Regions from separate parts of the Mus musculus genome. Here region 1 is linked to region 2. Evidence: chromatin contacts called from public HiChIP or PLAC-seq data. All regions are on one chromosome and are shown on one strand. The core of a region is the stretch at or near the end of the contact, and the rest is flanking DNA. Distances in the headings are between cores, read along the strand shown. Region 1 holds the start of Sqor (sulfide quinone oxidoreductase). Region 2 overlaps Slc28a2 (solute carrier family 28 (sodium-coupled nucleoside transporter), member 2).

Region 1 (7,176 bases), core at 3,900-6,399, 310 kb after region 2:
AATTCTGCCTCAGTTTTCCAAGTAACTTGGATCACAGGTGTTCTGCCTCAGTTTCACAGGTGTGCATCATTGTGCTGTGTCCTCTTTATAGCATTTTATTATTTTTCTGTATTCCTTTTAGATTATGTTTACTTTTGTTTTAATTTTTGTTGTTTTTCTACTTCTGTTAATTTAGGGGTTATCTTTTTTTTTTTCCTAATTGCTGGAGTTATAAAAGTAACTTGTCAATTTGAGTACTTGGGGCTGAAATGGAAGAGTCACTTAGGGAAGAGCCACAGAAACAATAGTATTACAGGCTTCTTCAGTATCTAGATATTGGATCAGACACTGAAGGCTAGGGACAATCTGTCTCTATCACCTTTGAATGGCAGTTTCAATGGACATAGGATTGTTGGTGCATACTTTGAGTATATTGGCTAGCTGCATTATGATCTCTGATTTCTGGTGAGAAGCCTCATGACATTATTGTGGACCCCTTGTATGTGGTGAGCCATTTCAGTCTTGATGATGACTTCAGAAGGCCCGGCTTATGCACCAACATGTGCTTTTACCCACGGCTTCTAGAACTTAGTCTTATATAATGCCTTCAGCCCCACCTATGAATGTGTAGTCCTCTTATCACAATCACCTCAAAGGTCTCACCTCTTATTACAGATACAATGGCAATAAAATTCCAACATGAGGTTTGGAGGGGGCAAACATTTAAATCACAGTAATAACATAATAACACAGGAACTATAAAAAAATCAAGCAGTAACCATCAACTGGATACCTTTTCTATGCCAGGTACAGTGCCAGTCAGCTTTAAATATTAACTCGTTAACATTTTACAAGGATCATATGAGGCAGGAACTTTAGAAACATGTGCTGATGCAGTTAACTGAAGCCAATTGGTACATTCTCCTAGAGAAAGGTGATGTGCCTAGGCCACACCCCTGCTCTGCATCATTCTAAAATGCAGGTACCCAGCAGAACCTGTTGTGGATGAAGGGCTTAGACCGATGGTAAATCATGTGCGGACAAAGACCTTGTATTTACAAAGCCTATAAGAGACGTTGTTCTCTACCCCTATTATCTAGTATGCAACCCTTTCCCCATTTGAAATAGAATGTCCATTATGGTAGTACTGGTGTGAGCAGCAGGACCAAGCATGCTCTCCTCCTGTCCTTACAGTGAGACCAAGCATGCTATCTTCCTGTACTGGCAATGAGACCAAGCATGCTCTCCTCCTGCCCTGGCAGTGAGACCAAGCATGCTCTCCCCCTGCTCTGACAGTGGGATCAAGCATGCTCTCCTGCCCTGGCAGCTATGATGCTAGTCCTTCATGTACAGTCAGCCAAGTGAACACTTTCTTTAAAGACTTGATCTTGCTTCTCTTATATTTGTGGCACTCAGTCATTCATAGTAGTGTTGGGAGTATCCTGGGAGTGGCCAGCTGCTTCTGGTAATGAGTGACATGATAAGATATACTCAAAGATGCAATAGTGGCAGTTTTATCTTGGGGCCAACCAACTGTTGTTTAATCAAACTTAAGAATTACTTAATAGGATGGAAAACAAGATTGGTCCTGTGAACCTAGCCCCCAACTACCAATGGCTGGTGAGGTCATGAACCCTAGAGAAAAACCTACTACTGACACTTTCCTGGAAGAGTAACACTCCTAACTCAATTCTAAATATTTACCTTTATATTCACAAATAAATATAACTCTCACCCCTCACCAAAGAAGCTTCCCTTTGCAGCAGGTGGAGACCATCACAGAAAGCCACCTAAGGCTCAGGACACATCATGGAAAAGGGGGTGAAAAGATTGTGAGTCAGAGGACTAGGATGTCTGCTGTGAGATAATGTCTTTCATATATGATAGGAGCTGCACCCATGCAATTTCAACAATACAGTTGGTTACCTAAACACGATGCAAACAATGACAACACCAGTTGACATCCCAATGTGGATGGAGGAAATCTCATAGATCTTAGCATAAATGAAGAACTGCAGGCAATTGAATGGCTGCTGAGAGAGGGGAAATCAGCTTTCTTCCGGGATGATAATGCTATATGTATATATAGTATCAATAATAAAGAGAAGAACTCATGAATTTGAGGGATATATTCAAGGAGTTGGATTGAGGAGAAGGTAGCATGGAAATGATGTCAATATAATACTAACGTACAAAAATCTCAAAAAGAAAATAATTTTTTTTTTAAGGAGAAGAAAAATAATACCAGCAAAAAGAAGTTGTTTGGTCTCTGCCTTAGTTAGGGTTTTACTTCTGTGAACAGACACCATGACCAAGGTAAGACCTATAAGGACAACATTTAATTGGGGCTGGCTTACAGGCTCAGAGGTTCAGTCCAGTATCATCAAGGCAAGAGCATGGCAGCATCCAGGCAGGCATGGAGCTGAAAGTTCTACATCTTCATCTGAAGGCACCTAACAGAATACTGACTTTCAGGCAGCTAGGGTGAGGGTCTTAAGCTCATACCCATAGTGGCACACCTACTCAAACAAGGTCACACCTCCTAATAGTGCCACTCTCTGGGCCAAGCATAGACAAACCATCACAGGCTCTTTGACTCCTTAGAACTTTCCTAAGTCAGGTTCGTGTCCCTGGCCACTATGACTCCAGCATTTGATGGAAGCCTTCTCCCAATTTCTCTTAAGTTAAGGTGTCTATAGCTGGCTTCTTGCTTGCAATCAGTGCTGATCGGGATAGGGCGCTTTGTATTTGAAGTACCTGTGTATACATTAGTGCTTTCTGACTGGAAAATCACTTGATCTCCTGTGATACAGATGAAGAAACTCTAACTGCGCTGTAGCTTGATACAATTTTGGCTATTTTACAAGCAGTTTGGCTGCGAGGAATGCAGCAATCTGGGAGAGATTGGAACTGCCTATTGAAGGCCACATATGAAAAGGTAATATACTCTCTGTATCTCTGCTCACTTCCCTTCTGGTTAGGAGACTTCCTGTTGGTCTGTCAGGAGGGACAGTGTGTGCTGCTTGCTCCAGAAATCCCCACCCCCCCCAACTTCCCAATGAGTCTCATAGTAGCTCGTGAGGATTGGTGTCTCTCTGGATGAGTGGCTATCACAAGTAGGAAGGTTTACTGGGGCAGAATAAACCACTTCTCTAGCTACACATTCACCCAAGGAAGCATTTGCTTCAGAGATGAGGGTGGGGCTTGTTTAATGGGCTCCAAGCAGGTGCATTTAAAGCAGCATGCCTGGAGAATCCCTCTGCCTTGCCCTTACTCCAGTGTCTTTGCTTTCTCCTTTTCCTTTCCACGCTCTATTGCTGCTCATTCCTGCTAGTGCCCTTCCTAGTATGGGTCTGCATGGCTTCCTGGGGGTCGCCAGTCTATATTTCCTTATGCCCGGATCTTCTTGGATAGGTATTTGTTCCTCACCATCATGCCCCCTCCCCCACTACACATCATGCCCCCTTCCCCCACCATGCTCCCCCCCAAGCTTTCTTGCCATCCTTTAATATTTCTCTTAGTTTCCCATCTCCCTGTCTGCACACTCACTACTCTGGAAACCTCATATGGATGGGAATCAAGTGTAGGTCCAGACAGTAGCAGCCACAGGGCTCACTTGACATTCAGCGGACAAGATGGAGAATAACCATCTGAGGAAAGAATGACTGGGCTGGCGAGATGGGTCAGCAGGTAAAGATGCCTGCCTGGTTCTAAGCCCGATGGTCTGGGATCCATCTGTTGGAGGACAGAATTGACTTTGGGAAGTTGACCTCTAACTTCCACCTGTGCCTCATGACACACATGTACACGTGCACACATGCACACTAAATAAGTAAATAAAATATTATAGAAAGAAAAAGGGGAATGCCAATGGAGTAACTTCTCAGTCTTAATGTCTGATGGGCAAGACACTGATGGAAAGAAGGGACTTCAGTGGGGTAATAGAACGATACATAGATGCCCCAGCGTGTGGGAACTATTCAGGACACGGCTTCCAACTCGATTCTCCAGCCATAGACCTCCAAACACCCTGCAAACAGACTGCCCTTGATTCATTCACAGGAACCAGGACTTCTTAATGAGGATGGAGAGGAAGGAGAGATGAAGAATAGTACGAATTGCTTTGGAAATATGTGTGTAGAGTTTTGCTTTTGTCAAAACTTTGGGCTACAATTGTTGGCACTTAGAGGGTGGAAATCAGGGTTATGTTCAGTACTATACAACAATTAACTGTCCTGAGGCCTGAACATTTTTTTCTGGTGCCCCGCCCCTTGCCTCAACTCTCAAGTATGTGAAACATTTTATTGATAAAATAAATTCAGTTTTAGTTTAGAGTATGGCAGACATTAAGGATTATTTTTACATAGTCTTAATACGCTGTTTCCAGCAATAGCTTTATCAGTAAATACAGATCACATTTGGTTTTGTTTCCAAGTTCTTTACCAGACTTACCTGTTGCTGCACAAAGTCACGGAAAATTACTAGGGAGGCAGTGTTGCAGGTGCAGGTGCCAGCAAGTGCCACCAGGCTTACCATCAAACCCGTAGTCCCTGTTTGCGACCAAGCAATTTTTCTATAGATCCTTCAGAGTGAAGACAGTTTGAAAGAAGTGACTCAAAAACTATTAAAATGCATATAATCAAACAAGTGCGAAAGAAACTTAGTTATGCTTAAAAAAAAAGTTGGTGGCATTTGCGTGTTCTTTGAGGTTTTTTTTTTTTTTTTTTTTTTTTAAGTTGAGGCCTTAGCAACTTTTAGGAACTGTATTTGTTTTAACACATGAAGCCGCGGTCTCTGGCTTGTGCCTTCAAACAGTCAGTCCTTAGAAGGGGCAGAACAGTGACTTGTCAGGCACCAAAAGAACAACTCCTAGGAGCCAGCAGGTTCCAGGGGAAGGTGCCGCGCGGTTCTGAGTAGAGGTGGCCTTGTCTGCACCCCAGGCGTAAGAAAAGCGTCTAGGCTGCGTGGGGACAGTCGCAGGACATGGGGAGCAAGGATCACCCATACCACCCATGCCTCCGGTGTCCGTGCCTGCTCCAAGGTGCGCATTCCCCTCCGGGTTTGTTGTTGGGTAGCGCCCTGGCGGCCTTTCCTCCTCCGGAGGTTGGGGGTGTGGGGGTGGTGGCTGTCCCCGCCCCTGGCCTTTGCCTCCCCGCCCCGGCGGCCAGGCGGGGCTATGCGAGGCCAGCGCTCCAGCGCCACAGTAGTTTCTGCTGCGCCAGCGCTGGGGCCCACGGTGTCGCTCAGCCCGGTAAGACGCACCCCACGACGCTGTTACCCTCCTATAGCCGCTCGCTGTCGCCCACCTCGGTTCTGTCTCCGCGCTCCCGGCCGCCCTTCTTCTTTTCCAACCCCTGACAGACTCCCCTTTGGTCTGGGACTCGGTGGACTTCAATGCTTTCTCCTTAGTGGCCCAGCCTCAGCGATGCAGAGAGGATGGCCCTGGCACCCTCTCCACCCACACAGCTTGGACGTGTGGTCTCGGTGCGTGGGAATTTCAGAAACGTTAGTTCCACTTGTTGTCTGTCACTCAGCACCTTGCCCTGCCTGCCGGGTGGGTTGAGACTGGCATTGATCTGGGGAGGTACCCAGGGCGCTGGGGGTGGGAGGTGGTCAGCGGAGAAGCACAGGCCAGGCTGATTGGCAATTAGTACAAGGGAGAAAAGGCTCTTTGGTGAAACTTTTCACCTTACTTTTACTTACTTCTCCGAGAGCCACCCCAGCTTCTAGGGCTCACAGACTGAAGCTGAGTCAGAGAGTTTGCACAGGCTGTAAACCTCTCCTCTGTAAACACAGCTTTCTGATCCTTTTTTTTTTTTTTTAAAACCTGCAGCTACCTCTGACAGTTCTGAGTTTGGGGGAAAACTAAGGACTCTTTCTTAGAAGATTTCCCTTTTTGCTTTAAACTTTATTATTTTATTTCATGTGTATAGTTAGTTCGTTTGCATGTATGCCTAATGCCCTGGAACTGGGGTTATAAGCTTTCATCTGGGTGCTGGGAACTGAACTCAATTCCTCTGGAAGTAAGCCCTCCGTAAGAGCTCTTAACCACTGAGCCATCTATCTCTCAAGAGACTTTTAAAAACATAAAATTTAAGGCAGGCTATGATGAAAGAAAACAGCCACTAAAGTATTTAAAAGAATGCCATATAAATTTAAAAAGCAAATAACTATTATAATTTTGAATAGCTCAGAATATAGAATTCAAGATATAGGCACTACCTGTAAACACATTTCTAAAACATCATAAATACTGCTAATATTGCTGTGGCCAGCTGCCTACACAGTCCTTGAAGAGAATGTTAAATTTCAAGTAGACATCAGTGGAAGGTGAAGATTTTTTTTTTCTTTCATTCAGATGAATGGACCTCAATTTAGATAGATACCCTGTTAGCAGAAAGGGTGTTGATTACTTGTTAGGCAACTTAGCTTCTTGGGTTTAACACTTTCTTGAACTACCACTATGTCCTCTATCCCCAGCTTCTTTGGGCATCTGCTTTTCCTAAGGAAGAGAATGAGAAAAGCCCGGCACTCCTCCCCCAAGCCTAATGCCTTCTCACAGGTGAAAAGCATCCCTACTGAACTTGATGCAGAGGGATGCGGTAGGTAAAACGCCCCCCCCCCCCAACCTTGTCTGATACTGGCCTTTACATCCCTAAATCTGGTACATAAAAGGTCTGCTGGATGACATGGAGGTGGTTGCTTGTGAAGGCATCTAGGAGACAGCTGGAAGCTTGGGAAATGGCTGTTTAAAACTAATTGCTTCTTTTGAATCCATCAGAGCAAATCCATAAATCCAACTTGGGGATGTGAATACTGGGGAGGGCCCTTGGGTCTGTTGTGGGTCTGGTGCCTCGCCATAGAAGACAAACTGTCTTGATAGGAAAGTAGGATTCCAGAGGTTTCTTTTGCCCATGCGTAGGCTTGTTAATAAGATGTGTTGTAATGTAGGAAATGTCTTGTAAAGAATGGAGACAGAACCCATGAGGAAGCATTCCTAGATGCACATCTCCCTCCCTCTCTCTCTCTTTTTCTCTCCCCCTCTCTCTCTCCTTCTCTTTCTCTTTCTCCCTCCCCTCCCTGCATCCCTCACTGTCACAAATACTTTGACTCTAGAGAATTGGTAAATAGGAGAACAGTGGGTAATTTACTAAAAGCTGCCCAGACTAGGGCTAAAGCCAACTAAGCCTCCGTTAT
Region 2 (6,439 bases), core at 3,848-6,347:
TAGATGTGAACTTTATGTATTGTGAGCTCTTGTGAGGTCCGATGGGCAGAAACTCACTAGACGAGCCAAGGGGTTTGGAGCTCAGTGGTATATCCTCACAGATTGAACTCCCAGGATCAAAGCAGGGTAGAGTGAGGACCTGGAGGAGCAACTAAAAGACCTGGATCTCATGGAAAAATCTAGAGTCAAAAGTGAGAGCATTGCTTTGTGTACTTTGTGAGTGATGTTCAGACTGCAAGAGCAGCCACCTCCAGGCTTATTAGAGGATCACTGCTGTCAGCTACTGACATTGTAAACTTTCTGACTCATTACTTTTCCACTGCGCACAGATGGTGTCAGAGGCCTTGAGATCCCAAATATCCTACTGAATTCATGGGTTTAGATAATCCAAGGGTGATACAGCTTTGCTCTTTCTTTTACTTCCCTGTATCTGAGCATGTACACTCTGTTGAGGCAAGTCAGGGTTAGACTTCCTGCAGAAGATAAGGGGAGAGAGGTGAGACTGAAGAAGGAAGGATATAGGGGCTATGGTTATAACACGTTCAAGTGTAAGTTAAGTGGGATAGGCACCAATAGAGAAGGAGTCCAATACTGTGTGGACCAAGATACCAGACCATTTAGTAGCTGGTCCCACCAGTGGCTAAGCATCATACCTTTCCACCATAGTCAGACAGGTCACTTCTAGCTGGGTTCACTTTCTTTGGAGCTTCCAAGAGTATGGGAGTGGGATGATTTTGCACACATAGCTTCAGTGTGCTAAGGACACTTAGGTTGGCAAAGGCAGATAATGGGGTCAGGTAAGGCACAGCCTCGGATGATGATGGAGTGCTTAGATTCAAGAGCCAGGCTACTCAGAGACAAGCTCTCCTCCTGACAACTACTGTGACCTTGGGAAAGTTACTCAGCTTCCTGGTTTTCAGATTGCAATAGCAACCACCTCCAGGATTATTAGAGGTTCAATGTTAGTATTTGCAACTTCTTTGAGCCCAAACACATGGAAAACACTATACAAAGCAGTCTTGAGTAGTTCTTGCTGGGCATCCTCTCTCAGGCCTGTCAACCTAGAGACCCTTGATGTTAGTGCTGTTTTCTCTCCTATCTGCCGAAGTATGAAGAACTGCTCAAAGTGCTAGCTCTGTGTGGTGTTAGGGTGCTGTGATAGAATAGCTTCTAAGAAGGACAGGCAGAATATGGAAGGCAAGCAATGTCTGTCCTTAAGATAAACACAGAACATCATCTGTTTCTGTGGTAGAAGACACCAATGACATAGCTACTGTATGAGGAGTCAGCCTTCCTGACCTGATGCACAGGTGAAAAGTCAGAGCTGGCCTTTGGGGGCCTCGTTGGAGTACTACAAACATCTGCATCTGATTAATTTTCTTTATTAACTAAGAACAATCTTTGCCTGGCCCATCGAGTTCAAAGAATTGCACAAACAGGATGAAGTAATGCTCACATTTTAATTTTGGCTTCTCAGCAGGAGGATTTTTCAGCCTTTCACGAAGGCGAGAAGTTTCTTTGAAAGACATGCTGGTTTATTCAGAAAGATCCTGCTTGGTCTCTTGTGTTTAGGTGAGATCATGAGAATTCATGGAGGGTAAAACACGAGCATTTTCACAACTGTCAACTATGTCAAGGCTATGGCTGGGTGAAAACTAATCGTACTCATAAGTTAACCTAAAGGCTCTATGAGGTACAGATCTAACTGCATGTAGGTAAAAATAATTTATTGCCTCAGACCCAGAAGGATAAGTAAAATCCAAAGATAAGCTACAGTTCAAAACCACACTATTTGACAGGTTTAAATTTTTAAGAATAAAAAAAAATCTTTTAGTTCACCTCCTTTTTAGTGCTTGGATTTGATTCAGGGCTCATGTCTGTAGTATTTATGAAAGATACCCTTATACATAACTCATTTACTGCTTTATACTTAAAATCAGTGCTATACACTATTTTTGGAAGACAGAAAACCTTGTTTATGTACGCTGTCAGGGGCATGTGGAGCATTGATTAGGAGTAGCTGGGATGGTGAGATCACAAATTATCCTTTGGGGTGAATCTGAGGCCCAGAGGGAAGCATCATGTGGCTTTTCCTTGTAGTGCCAGTCTCCTTACATGGCTTTATTCAAGAAAAAGTTCAATCACTTGACATCTCAACATTGCTGCAGTAAAAATCAAATTAACAAAGAGATGTCTAATTTCCAGAGTCTGACAGTGGATGTGAACCACATCTATGGCAGAGACTGGGGACAACAGCTAAACCGGAATGGGTTGAGACTCTCCCAGGAGCAGAGAGGAATGGCTTCATTCTGCATGGGGGCTCGGCCTTCCTGACCCCCACTCTTCCCCTTCTCTTCACAGCTTATGCTGCCTACTTCCTGGCAGCGTGCATCCTGAACTTCCAGAGGGCACTGGCCTTGTTTGTCATCACCTGTCTTGTGATCTTCATCCTGGCTTGCCATTTTCTGAAAAAATTCTTTCCTAAAGAACAACTAAGATGCTTGAAGCCTCTGGAAAACACCCACCTGAATCTTTGGGCAAAGCGGTAAGTGTGTCAATCAGCTTTTGTTGCTGTTCACAAAGTACCTAAGAATAATGCAAAAGCTATCCTGGCTCCCAGTTTCAGAGGCTTAGCGTACGGTTGCTTAGCTCCATCAATGTTGGCTGCTGATAGGGTAGAATATCATGGTGGGAAGTGAACAGGTGAAATAAACTGTTCACATCATGGAGGCCAGGAGGCAAGGATGTCAGTAGGGTAAGGGTCCTGGCACAAGGTGTCCCAGTAATTGACCTGCACCAGTTAGGTCTCACCTTCTATAGTTTCCTCCACCTCCTAACAGTCCTTTAAATTGTGAAAGGGTCAGTGGATTAACTCACCAATGAGGGCTTTCCTTTCCCCTCCCTTTCTCTTTCTTGTCTTTTATTTTTCTTTATCATGAGACAAGGTCTCTTGTCCAGGGTGGTCTCAGAACTCTTTATGTAGCCAAGGTTGTAGCAAAGGATGACTCTGGACTTCTGATCCTCCTGCCTCCACCTCTTGAGTGCCATGATTACACATGCACTACCACACTCAGTTCATGGAATGGTGGGGATTTAAGCCAAGGCCTTGTGCATCTTAGACAAGAGATGGCTGATCATCAAAACCATCTCTTGAATATCTTCTTTTGACAGTTCCTGAGTGGCCTCCAGGCTCTTACCTATGCAAAGGCCAGGTTGCCTCTTCCTGCCCTGTGATTTAGCTCCTTCCCCTCTAGTCCTCCAGAGCCCCTCTACCTGTTTTTGTCTTTATAGCCCCTCAGAGCAGTGGCTGTCAATCTTCCTAATGCTGTGACCTCTAAATTAAGTTCTTCATGGTGTGGTAACCCCCAACCAGAAAATGGTTTCATTGCTAACCTAATTGCAATTTTGTCACTGTTATGTATCATAATTACATGATGGTTATTATAACGTAAATATCTGATATGTATGTTATCTGATATATGACCGCCCGAAGGCGTCTTGTCGCACAGGTTGAGAAACACTCTTAGAGTCTAGGCGCAAACTTGCTCATAAACATAAATGAACTGTTTTTTCAATTCTATGTGTATGAGTGTTTTGTCTGCATGTATGCATGTGTGCCTAATGCATGACTGGTAACCACTGTGTACAGAAGAGTGCATCAGATCCCTTTGGGCTCGAGTTACATACAGATGGCTGGTGAACCACTGTGTGGGTGCTGGGAATTGATCCTGAGTCCACCACAAGCATAAGTATTCTCAGGTGCTCAGCCAGTTCTCCAATCCCAAATCCCAATCTTAAAATCACATTCCTTATGCCTCCTCTTCCTAAGGTTTGCAACACATGACTGACTCCTTATTTATCTTGGTAGGCTAGGGATTGGACCCAGGGTCTTGTAACTTCTAGGCAATGCTCTGCTAAGCTATATCTGCAGCCTCTAGTCTATGTAGTAAAGGCTTTAAGTCCGTAGATGGTGTATTTGATCCTAGCCTTTGGAGTGGTTAAAAAAGGAGTAGCAATCCACAGGGGACCAGCTCATCATTTTCTTCTGTTTTCAGTATTTGGATTAGTCACTGGAAGCACCTTCATCCTTCATGGATGAGTCTGTACATCACATTTTATTGATATGTCTGTATGAGAAACGAGAAGTTATGTGGTTTGTATCCTCAGATCAGACACTTATTTATGTAAATTGGGAGGGGGAAGCAGATGCTAGGGTGCTACCAGATGATTCTCAAGGTCCATCTCTGTCTAACGAGGAATAAGCTCTTGCATTATCTCAGGGATTCTCTGACTAGGAGCTTCTCTGCTGTTCATCACCTGAGTTGGTGACAGAGTGTTGTCATTCCTCCTCCAGGGTGTTCGTAGGACTCTCTGTTGTTGGCCTCATCCTCTGGCTGGCTCTCGACACAGCTCAAAGACCAGAGCAGCTGATCTCCTTTGCAGGAATCTGTATGTTCATCCTCATCCTCTTTGCCTGCTCCAAACACCACAGTGCGGTGAGTTGGGGGGGGGATTTAGCTTGGGCATAGAAACACACAGCAAGGGCTATGTGATTGTAAAGTGTCCGTGCCAGGTACTCATGATAAAGACAGAGATAACCAATATTTTCTGGAATCTTCCTCTGACAGGTTTATTCCTATGCGAGTTTGAAAGCTTTTAGAGACATTTGGTCTGTTAATTGTTACTGTGGTATATATGAATCTAGTCAGCATTAAAGAAAAATAAAATCAAATAGGAAGAAAGGAAGGAAGAAAGGAAGAAAGAAAGAAAAAGAAAGAATGGAAGAAATAAAAAGGAAGAAAGAAAGGAAGGCAGGCAGGAAGGAAGAAAACAGATCATGTCAGAGAATCATATGGCATTGTGCAGGATTGATGTTTGCATACGCTATTTGCATGTATGTGTCTTTACTGTAATCTAACTTATTTTAAAAATCAGTATGGATATATTTGCCTATTTACAATATCATCATACTTTTTCTTACCCTTCTTCCTGTTCCCTGTGCTATTTTTGTGGTGGAACTCCATGGCTGAGAGCGACTTGGAGAGTAAAGGGTTTTATTTGTCTTATGCTTTCCCATCACTGTTCATCATCAGAGGAAGTCAGAACAGGAACTCAAACAGGGCGGGATCCTGAAGGCAGGAGCGGATGCAGATGCAATGGAGGGGTGCTGCTGACTGTCTTGCTCAACATGGCTTGATCACGTGCTTTCTCATAGAACCCAGGACTGCCAGCCCAGGGGTGGCATCACTCACAATAGACTAGGCCCTCTTCCATCTAATTAAGAATGCCATACAGTCTTGTTTCCAGCTCAATCTTATGGAGGCATTTCTCAATTGAGATTACTTCTCCTTAGATGACTTTAGTGTGTGTCAAGTTGACATAAAACTAGCCAGCACAGCTATGTTATCTGAGACTGTTACCACCCTCACTGAGCCCCACTCCCAGCACATGGTTGAATTAGGCAATGGCTGAGCAAGGTTTGTAACTCATGCTGGAATATTTTCTTTTTGGTCCCAGGTGTGCTGGAGGACGGTGTTTTGGGGCCTGGGCCTTCAGTTCATCTTTGGAATTTTGGTCATCAGAACTGAACCTGGATTTAATGCATTTCAATGGCTGGGAGATCAGATCCAGGTACAGGGAGTTGAATGTCAGAGTTTTTCTTTACCAGGAACCCCAGAGAAGGTTGATTTTAGGGAAGCAGAGGGCTTTGGAACTACACCGTAATGATGGTGTGGCAGAATCTGGTCAGGTAAAGAGAGAGAGTAATGGGGTTCAGGTGAGAATACAGAATCTAGTTGGGTAGAGAGAATAGTGGGGCTCAGGTAGTATAAAAATGTGGTCGGGTAAAGCGAGAGAGTAATGGGGTTCAGGTGAGAATACGGAATCCAGTTGGGTAGAGAGAATAGTGGGGTTCAGGTAGTATACAGAATGTGGTCGGGTAAAGAAAGAGAGTAATGGGGTTCAGGTGACAATGTAAGTGTAGAGAAGTGATTTGCTGAGTCTGTCATTTCGTGACCAACTTTTGGGACATGGCTCACAGGTGGTCACACCTGAGTCCAATCCCATCTTTCTCTGTGGCCCGCCTGTCCTAACTCTTGTCCCTTTTCTTCCCACTTCAGATTTTCTTGGCTTATACTGTGGAAGGATCCAGTTTTGTTTTTGGTGATACACTGGTCCAAAATGTTTTTGCTTTTCAGGTAAAACTTGTTTTGTGGGCAGGAATGACAATGCCAGTGAAGGACAGGGGAATAGAGATGGGAACAATGTGTGTGTTCACAAGACCAGAAAGCATTTACCAACTTGATCCTGGAGAGGAGTCTACTCTTTCCCCATGATCCTTACCATTATGAAATTGGTTTAAAGTTGGGTGCGGGGAGAGGCTCAGGAAATAGTCTGTGTTTAATGCTGATAGTTTGATAGCCTGCAGTGCATTCTGAGT

What was found. HiChIP or PLAC-seq counts read pairs in DNA pulled down with a chosen protein or histone mark.
Region 1: an H3K4me3 HiChIP or PLAC-seq map of bone marrow-derived macrophages shows a contact between it and region 2, with 5 times the contacts expected there. The contact joins the promoter of Sqor here to the enhancer-like site in region 2. A contact is called at or near these places in 1 of 15 datasets of contacts at CTCF or cohesin (large pre-B cells), 1 of 484 Hi-C or Micro-C datasets (the C2C12 cell line) and 1 of 115 datasets of contacts at active chromatin or transcription factors (bone marrow-derived macrophages).

What each region holds. Positions count from the first base shown.
Region 1 is chr2:122,760,210-122,767,385 of GRCm38.p6, forward strand. It overlaps Sqor (sulfide quinone oxidoreductase), which reads left to right and starts at 5,150. Exons shown (of 10, transcript NM_001162503.1): 1 at 5,150-5,230.
Region 2 is chr2:122,445,409-122,451,847 of GRCm38.p6, forward strand. Slc28a2 (solute carrier family 28 (sodium-coupled nucleoside transporter), member 2) reads left to right here. Exons shown (of 20, transcript NM_172980.4): 6 at 1,478-1,572; 7 at 2,362-2,545; 8 at 4,355-4,496; 9 at 5,518-5,631; 10 at 6,120-6,197. Among named protein-coding and RNA genes, the nearest start is that of Slc28a2, 22 kb to the left of the region's middle. Within about 2 kb of position 5,098, at least 4 of the 459 cell types and tissues checked have an H3K27ac peak or open chromatin away from gene starts, as enhancers often do. A contact at or near this core is called in bone marrow-derived macrophages, where this site is marked.